Regions from separate parts of the Mus musculus genome. Here all the other regions are linked to region 2. Evidence: chromatin contacts called from public Hi-C data. All regions are on one chromosome and are shown on one strand. Each heading gives the region's core, a stretch centred on a gene start, on an enhancer-like site or on the middle of the called end of the contact. The rest is flanking DNA. Distances are from core to core; before and after follow the strand shown.

Evidence for each region. A called contact is a pair of places that touch in the nucleus more often than the background predicts.
Region 1: a contact with region 2 is called in a Hi-C map of uterus, with 2.3 times the contacts expected there. The contact joins two enhancer-like sites. A contact is called at or near these places in 1 of 39 promoter capture datasets (the C10 cell line), 3 of 484 Hi-C or Micro-C datasets (the AML12 cell line, the C2C12 cell line and uterus) and 3 of 115 datasets of contacts at active chromatin or transcription factors (CD8 T cells, large pre-B cells and oligodendrocyte precursor cells).
Region 3: a Hi-C map of muscle stem cells shows a contact between it and region 2, with 2.3 times the contacts expected there. The contact joins the promoter of Spry1 here to the enhancer-like site in region 2. A contact is called at or near these places in 6 of 39 promoter capture datasets (the 3T3-L1 cell line, the C10 cell line, the HPC-7 cell line and 3 more), 1 of 15 datasets of contacts at CTCF or cohesin (large pre-B cells), 16 of 484 Hi-C or Micro-C datasets (the AML12 cell line, the C10 cell line, the HL-1 cell line and 13 more), 16 of 115 datasets of contacts at active chromatin or transcription factors (the 230-238 cell line, CD8 T cells, bone marrow-derived macrophages and 11 more) and 3 of 9 other capture datasets (adipose tissue, embryonic stem cells and liver).

What each region holds. Positions count from the first base shown.
Region 1 is chr3:37,935,085-37,938,175 of GRCm38.p6, reverse strand. Gm20755 (predicted gene, 20755) reads right to left here. Exons shown (of 4, transcript NR_040559.1): 2 at 2,732-2,820. Among named protein-coding and RNA genes, the nearest start is that of Gm20755, 38 kb to the right of the region's middle. Within about 2 kb of position 1,800, at least 54 of the 459 cell types and tissues checked have an H3K27ac peak or open chromatin away from gene starts, as enhancers often do. A contact at or near this core is called in the C2C12 cell line and uterus, where this site is marked.
Region 2 is chr3:37,778,981-37,781,680 of GRCm38.p6, reverse strand. No RefSeq gene overlaps it. Among named protein-coding and RNA genes, the nearest start is that of Gm42210, 27 kb to the right of the region's middle. Within about 2 kb of position 1,405, at least 41 of the 459 cell types and tissues checked have an H3K27ac peak or open chromatin away from gene starts, as enhancers often do. A contact at or near this core is called in the C2C12 cell line, adipose tissue, adipose-derived mesenchymal stem cells and 3 more, where this site is marked.
Region 3 is chr3:37,638,538-37,641,428 of GRCm38.p6, reverse strand. Spry1 (sprouty RTK signaling antagonist 1) reads right to left here and starts at 1,482. Exons shown (of 3, transcript NM_011896.3): 1 at 1,324-1,482; 2 at 621-909.

The DNA of each region.
Region 1 (3,091 bases), core at 551-3,050, 160 kb before region 2:
CTATCAGGAGTTCATGGACAGAATGGGCAAACAGAAAACTTCTTGCATGCCAGAGGGCAGGATGCTCTGGCTTTGGAGGATGGAAATTGCTCTACCTGGGAAAGGCTGGTCCCCACAGTTCTGAAAGTCTATTCCTGGGAGCTGCTGCCTGTCTTCTGAAATGTTAACTTCCCCTGGGGCTCTTTGTTTTGTTATGTTGGCTTGTCTCCTCTCCTGTACCCCAGTCCTCCACTCACCCACCTCCTCCCCACCCCACACTACAACTTATAGGCTAAAAGTTTGGACTGAGGACTGACGGGTGAACTTATCTGGAACCATGTCTAAGTATAAGATGAACGTCACCTCAGCACCCTGTATAATTATGGTATTTAGCCAGCAATGTTGAACAGGGGCTCAAACCCATCAGGTTCTGGTTAATCTGCCTTCAGTGGCCACAGCTGGCCAACCGGAAGAAGACAATTGAGGAATAATGTTGTTATGTCTTAATAAAGATTACTGGTGTCTGAGGCAAGACCAATGTGCGGTGAACTTCTGGCTTTGCAGGCTCTGTGGAGAGGATGCAGGGGTGTGTCGCTTCGTTTGTTTGCTTGTTTTTGCTTCATGCTGTGCTGACTCTTGGCTTCTCCTTAGCTGAGTTTCCCAGTCTCCCTGAGCTTCCCATCCCCTCCCCCCTCGGAATGCATTAACTCCTAGGATGCAGATGCTAACTTTGTTAGGCATCTTCGATCAGCGCTTGACTTTTACATTAGAGTTTGAATTCTACCTCATCAGAGCTTGGCTATGACTTGAGACAATAGGTTATCCATACTCCAGCAGAAAGACTTGACAAGGAACACACAAGCACACACACACACACACACACACACACACACACACACACAAACATACAATAGATGGCGTGTGTGGCAGCTCAAGCTCTTTATCCAGTGCATTAAGATGACTTAGGAAGTTGGGGGTGGGGGGAATTCCATCCCTCATATAGACATGCAATAATAGTCTAATAATCTAATCTAACAAGTTTGACCCCCAGTAGGAAATAGTCAAAAAAGGACTTTCATGGAAACTGTGAAAAGATAAAGAAACAGTATGGTGGCCAGGAGAGTACACTTAGGAGTCAGTCCCTACTCAGCCACTCATCAGACATGTGACCTTGGGCAAATTCTGTGATGTTACCCTGCCTAGAAGTTCGCTTTAAGAAGGGGGATGCTACTGACAGAAACTGCCAGGCATCGGTCTCATAAGGATTAAAGGGATTATTAGCTCATCAGCAGTCCTTAGAATGGTGCCTAGTATTCAATAACCCGGAGAGAGGCTAGAGAGATGGCTCAGTGGTTAAGAATCCTTCCGGATCTCGAAGGGGACCTGATTTCAGTTGCCATGACTCATGTCAAGCATCTCACAGCCACCTGTAATTCCAGCTTCAGGGAAACTGACATGAGCTTCTGGGCTCCACTGGGCACCTACACTCATGGGCATGTACCTCCCAACCCCCTCCACATGTGTGATTTGAAATAAAACAAAATAAAATAAACAGCTGGATATTAATGCTGTTGAGTGGTCACTAAATACAGCCTGCAAAATCCCCGGCTCCAAATTCTTGCGTTAGATCCTTGACTTGAGGCTATTAACATTTAACCAGAGGATCGTAAATAAACTGAACTATGGTTAAACCCATCCTGTTAATGTGTCTGTTCCTGAGAAAATACAAACGCACATAAAAATGGAATGTCTTGGACCGTGTCTGGGAGGGAGGGATGAGCAATGAAAAGACGAGATGATTTGCTAAGGCTGCCGAGGCCGGACACAAACGTTTCTGGGCTCATCCTTGGTCCATGCCAGCACAGCTCTTAAAGCACAGGACTGAAATGACCTGCCTCCCACAGAGGAAGTGATTTTAGGGTCCAGGTTTCTGAGCATACTTTGGCATTCACGTCCTGGCTCCTGTTCTGATTCTTCTTCCTTCGTAATTACATGCCCGCTGTCAGCGCACCCAGCAATGATCCTTAATTACCTCCTCTTAATTACATACCTGCCGCCAAGGTGTGCCAGTTCCCCTTTGCCGTCCTCAGTCAGTTGGTCGATATTAGCCAGAAAGACGCACAGCAGCCCCAGGAAGGCTCCCTAGGAGCCTGTGGGTAGGAGGACAAGCTGGGGGATGTGTGTGTTTAATTGTCTTTCTTTTCTGGTTTTACTTTAAATGCTAGAACTTTCTCAGCCATGTTACAATGTGGTTTTGTTTTTGTTTTATGACTCGTCTGACTTTTTAAAAGATAACACAGGCAAAAGCCTCAGGGTACTTTCTAGATGTCCGATGCGTATTTGTTTATAGCATTCCAAAATATCATACATAGAGTTAGGTATTTCCACTGACTTTCTAACATCTTCCTCTTTTTATTGGCTGGAGATCAACTATAAAAGTCAGCACACACCAAAATACAGAGCTTCCTTTTAAATACAGAGAGAGAGAGAGAGAGAGGGAGAGAGAGAGAGAGAGAGAGAGAGAGAGAGAGAGAGAGAGAGAGAGAGAGAGAGAGAGAGAGAACTACAATTGTGACGTGCATTGTAATCTAAATGAAATTCCACCCCAGCAGCTGTTCTCCCAGAACAGACTTGTCCCTGATGACGCCCAGGTCTCAGGCCCAGAGCTGAACAGGAAGCTGGCTTAAGAATGGATGCACCTTTGAAAGTGGCAACCTGCCAATTGGAAGACAAACGTCCCCTTTCAACTGACCTCCGGTTGTGACAGTGTGCATACTTGGGGTACATTGACTATTCAGGGTATTGGAGAGGGTGGTTTCTGCCATCTGCTGAATTCTGCCTCTAGATAGGGAAGGAAAAAAGTATAAGAAATTAAATCACTGTAGGAAATATTAAAAAGTCGGGCTTTTTAAAACACATCGTTATGAAAACAAAACCTCCCTGAGACCCTGCTCTCTGGGTTGTGTGCATGTTTTTAGCTGTGTTTTCCTTTCAGTAACTTTCATTGCCTCTTGTGTTTCCATTACCAGTGGGCTTCCTAACATCTGTTTTCCATTTTTATTTCATTTCCACTTGTGACCTTTGGCCTAATCTTTGTGTTTGGAAAAACACA
Region 2 (2,700 bases), core at 156-2,655:
CTAGAACACTCTAGAAGAGCTGTATATCATCCCATTCCCTAGTCAGTTTTATTCACCATGACTGATCTGATATAGCCTGTGGGAGCAATGGACTCATAATCATAAAACTCTTTTGCTAATCTACTGTGGATGCTTAAGTCTCTTTACATTTAACCAGGGAGGAGTGGAGATAAGTTCTTGAAGAGAAAAATATATTCCAGAGTTCTGTATACAGAGAACCAATTTAACTGTACATTTTTTTTAAAAGTATAACTTTCTACATACCTATTTCTGAGCTCTAAGGAAATGAAAAACAAACCTTGAACATAAGATACAAAGAAGAGGAATTCAGATGACTCCATTTCTGGCTATAAAACCCACTGCTTGCAGCCAACATCACCAGAACACTCTGTGACTTGTGTTGTCCTGTGGCCCGAATCTATCATAGACTGGGGAAGTTGCTGTGGGCTTCTGTATTTGCTTGTGGAGTAATTCCTTTTCACATCAGCTCTAATTTTTCCTTTCTGTCCACATAAGGACATTACATCTAATCACCAAGAGTCAGATGGGTGGGAATTCCAAAACTGAAATCTCCCCGCAATCCCAAGGTTCCTGGGACAGACATCCCCTATGCTCCTTGCTGTAGCTTGCTTTTTGATTTCATATACAAGGAGCCAGACTTTGACCTCACTCCTGTGGAGACTGTGAAGGAGACAAAAGAAGAATCAGAGCAGGGCTAGATGGCAGCAGGCTGAACAAGGTTATCGGAGGCTTTCAGAAGACATCAGGAAGGGAAATGCCAGGCACAGATGGAACTGTGCTGGACAGCACACAGCTGCCGCCATGCCCATGTCCATGCACTGTGCTTCAAGTGACTGTCAAACAATACCTTGAACAGTATCACTACTGCTACACTAAACTATTACTATTGCTATCACTATTTCTATTACTATTTCTATTACTATTATCAATTACAGAACGTTAGCATTTGGTTTTCTCCGATTTCATCTCTTGCTCATAAATCGTCCACGCAGTCATTCATTAACTGCTCATAAAGACGCAGCACCTCATACATTGTCACTTAATTGTGCTATGTGACAGTGGGCTCCCTAGGAGGCAAAGATTCTACAAAAGAACACTTGTAAAGAAAGCCAAGGCCAACAGCCTGACTAAGCCAGTAAGAATAAAAATGGTTGCTAACAAGGAAACAAGAGTTGACAACTAAAGCTCTCGGAACCAACGGGGAAACCGACGGAGAAAATGAATAGCTGGGACATTTGAATGGTTGAGGGAAAGGATGTCTCAGACCCAGGCGAGGGGGAGGAACAGACATAAAACTAGAACTAGAAGATTAACCGCTAAGCTCAGAATGAATCATAGAGGGAAAAGATGGATTACTGAGCTCGAAGGAGTGAGTCAGGAAGCCTTGCACAAAGCTGCCTCAGAGGATCCTCCCTGCACGTCCAGAACAATAGAAACTTACCCTGTGTGCAGAAAGGCCTTGCTGGCAGAGCCAACTCTACACATAAAGAGGAAAGAACAAATGAAAGAAAAGATTATTCAAATTGCAGGGAAGTATTAAATAGAAGGACAGGGCATTTCTGCGATACCTGATGCTGTTGAAGGCTGGTCCTTACTTACACTGGCATCCATGAGGGACCTTCAGGAGACTCTGCTCACAGAAGCAAAAGTGACAAGATGGAATGTACGGTGAAGCAAAGCAAACATCCAGCAACTGAGAAGACTAAATCAATTTACCCCACGAAATACAAAGCTAGAACAAGTGAGCATTCTTCTCATTTTAGAACAGGACAACACCAACAAAAATCCCTGCCCCTGGGTATATAGGTCGAACTTCAGGAACTGGAGAGATGGCTCAGCACTTAAGAGCTCTCACTGCTCTCTGGGTGGACATAGATTAAGTTCCCAGCACCCATTTATAGAGTGGCTCACAACCTCCTGTGCTCCAGCTCCAGGGAATCTGAAGGACTTCTTCTACCCTCCACAGGTACCCAAACACTTGTACAACACACACACACACACACACACACGTCAAAACAAAATAAATTTTCCTTTATGCTGGAGCTCTCCAACAGTGGTACAGCACTACCTCTGGGTTCAGTTCTCAGCTGGGGTTGGGGCAGCAAAATTACAAAATAATTCTTTTTTTAAAGTTGAATATTAGCCACATTTTAAATAAAAATCCCAAGATAAACTGGCAAAGCTAACCCTGTGAATAAATAAAGAATCCCTCAGAACTGATGCCACTTTTGCAGTGAACAAGGAGAAGTGGGCGTGGTTGGGTACTTTTTAAAAATTAGTGGCAAAATACTTGAGAAAGGCAATTTAATTTGAGCTCATAGCTCAGCCCGTGACATGATCCTTCCTTCCTGTACCTTGTGGAGAGAAAGAACCTTAGAGCAGAGAAGACCTGGTGGAGCAAAGAGGCTCAGAAGTGCAGGAAGATGAGAAACAGACAGGTTAACACCCCCAGGTGCCTACTTCCTCCAATGAAGCTACAGCTCCGGAAGTTTCCACCATCCCAACATTTTCAACTCAAGAGTCTATCTTGGACTAGCCATGGATGAAGTCAGTGCCTTCTTCATGCCCCACTCATTTTCTTGATATTGTGTTAAACTTATCGTTACATAACATTTAATTTGCGAATGTATTGTTTCTGAGTAGCCTTATTCTGGTATTTTCACACATCCTAAAATACAT
Region 3 (2,891 bases), core at 233-2,732, 140 kb after region 2:
TTGGAGGCCCCTCTAAGCTTATAACTACCTTCTCCGCACATGAGATGCACGGCCATAACAGCATGTTGTGGTGCCGAAGCCCTAAACGACACTAGAAAACTGCCCATCCTTGCTCCTGTGCCATATCTATTTTTTAAAAATTTAAAACTCCATAACGAAGACTTTAAATATGCCAAGTCTCATCCACAAGAAAGGAAGACGTGGGCACGGCTTGTTTGAGTTATGAAACCCCTAGGCACGGCTTTAATTTGCATTTTACAGGGCATTCCCAAGCAAGTTCGCTCAGGCGGAGCACCTAGGCACCCCGCAACTGTCCAGAGCGAAGCCGGTGCGCACCCGCGGACAGCAGTGTGGGTAGCACCGTCGGGCGCTTGGGCCCCACGCCGAGACCTCAGGGGCACCGAGCCGCGGCAGGTCCGGCCGGATAAAGTTATGAATGAAAACAGCTCGCGGGCGGGAGGAGGCAGCGCCCTCTCCCCGCGTCCCGCGGCACTGCGCTCCGAGCACAGGCGGGCGCTGGGTCCCCAGCGCCATCGGGTGCCGCGCGCTTGGCACGGGCTGCGCGAGGACCGCCAGGACCGCCCGGCCCGCCCCGGCCCGCACCTGCCGCCCGCACTCACCTCGGCCTCCGCGGCGCCGGCCGGGGGCGCCGAGCGGGCGGAGCGCGCGCCGCATCAAGCGCGGCGGGGCGGCCGGGCGCGCATGGCCCGCGCTGCGGCCTCGGCGGCCCCCGGGCAGGGGCGCTTCTCCGCGGTTGGCGGCGGCCGAGGGCGGCTCGGGGACATCCGCCGGGTGCGCGCGGCGCCCGCTCCACAGCACCGTCCCGTCCCGGTCGTCAGGCGCGCGGCCCGGCGTCGTCCCGGGCTCTCGGGTCCCCGCAGGTCCGCGTCCCCGCAGTCGCCACGCCGGCTGCAGACGAGCAGAGACAGAAACACGTGAGTCCCTTGCCAGCCCGGGACGCTGTCCTGCTCGCCGAGATGGACAGCCACGAGCCCCGGACACACACGGCCGTGCACGTTTTGCCCCCACGGAATGCCCCGCAGTCCAAAGCGCGTCCGAGAGACGCGTCTGCGCGAGGCAAGCCCGCACGCAGGGACGGGAAAAGTCAGGTCTGGCACGAGCGCCCGGCGGGTCGGTCCCCAACAATGCGCACAGACACGCGGGTGCGCGGCGGTGCCAGCCCGCGTTCGCACACGCGTAACTCGCTGCCTGGCTACGGAACTCGCTGCAGGGCCGACCGCAAAGCGCCGGGCACAGAGCTAGAGCCAGCTCCGAAAACGTCCAGCTCCTCGAAAATAAAATAAAATAAAGCACCATTCTCACCTGATCTTGCCAGGTCCTCGGCGGGAGGGGAAGGCTCTTACCTAGTGCAGAGCCTGGGGCCGGCCCTCCCGGCACATGCACGCCGCTCGCAGCCGCTCCTTAGCCCGCAGAGCTCTGGCTGCGGGGCCGCCGCAAACCCCTGCGTGCTGAGCACTCGCGCGCGGGCTCCGCAGCATTTCAGCGTCGCCGCCACCTCCACCTCCACGCCGGGACCCGCCCCCGGTGATATCATGTGTCAATCACGCGGGCTGCACGAAAACCCGGAGCAGGATTTCAGCGATCGTGGATGTGGACTCGAGGACGCTCTAACAAAAGTCGATTGCCTGCAGGAGTCCTGCGAGCGCAACTGGGGAGGAGCGGGCATTCCAGGGCCCCTGTCAGTCGTGAGCTGTCAGCCTCCAATTTAAGGGGACTGGTGCAGCCACCCTTAGAGTTGAGTTTAAAAAGAGTTGTGAAGAACATTTAAAAAACAATAACAAACCACCAACAACAACGGAAAAAAAAATGTGTACACCATGACACCGTGCCCCCAGATAAAGGGAAAAGTGCAAAGTTCAGATCATGCGAAATATGAAAGTTTCAGAAAGAACAGTCATTTTTGCAAATGTAATATAATTACACACTAAAGGGTGGGATTTCCTGCTGTGGGGTTTTAGTGATTGCTCCATTTGGTTTGTGATACGATCCCTAAAATTACACGGGGGGAGGGGAAGGGGAGAAAACGGGGCCCAAGTTCTTCCTGCTTTGTAATGTTTGTATAATTTTGTCCAAAACACCAATGCATTTTAAATGAAATAAAATAAGCATAACTCATCAGGAAGTTTTAGCTTTAGCCATATGTCTGTCACGGGGTGGGGGACTTTAGTAAGCTGGGAATGCTTTTTGCGTCTTTACATACTATGGAATTTGGTTATTTATTATATGGACGCTATAGCTCAGGATGTAGTGAAAAGGGCTGTATGTGGAATTAAAAATTCCATAGAGTTTTAAAAATAACCTAAGACCCCCAAAATATTGATAGAAAATATTTTTCCAGGGAATTTTATCAGGAATGGTATTTGATAAACAAAAACTCCATGATCTAAATCACCTGTGAATGTGAGTTAGGATATTTTGGGTTCAAAGTAATTTTTTTTTTAAGTCTTAACAATTGCAGTGAGTTTTTATAAAGTTTTTGTTGTTGTTGGCATAATGCATTTGCAAGCTTTTGAATGTTTTTAGAATTCACGGTTATGTGTGGAATTACATGCAAGGAACCCAGGACACTCCCTATGAAGAAGATCAGCAGTAAGAAAGTGCACTAGAAGGTAATAGAACGTATTAAAAGCCAAGAAGCTGTTTGTTCACCCTTCATGCAAGGGGATGTGTTAAAGTCATATTTTCAAATGTAGAGTTGGTGGGGCTTTTGTGTCTTGTCTATTTTTCACAGATGTAGGAGCATAATGAGGTTTCTCCAGTGGATCTGCTTTTGTTCTTTTTGTGCGTGAAGAGATTTGCAGTGTCAAGTAAGAAATACAGTATCTCATCAGAGTGTGTTATCTGGCTCTTCCCAGCTGTCTGCACAAATT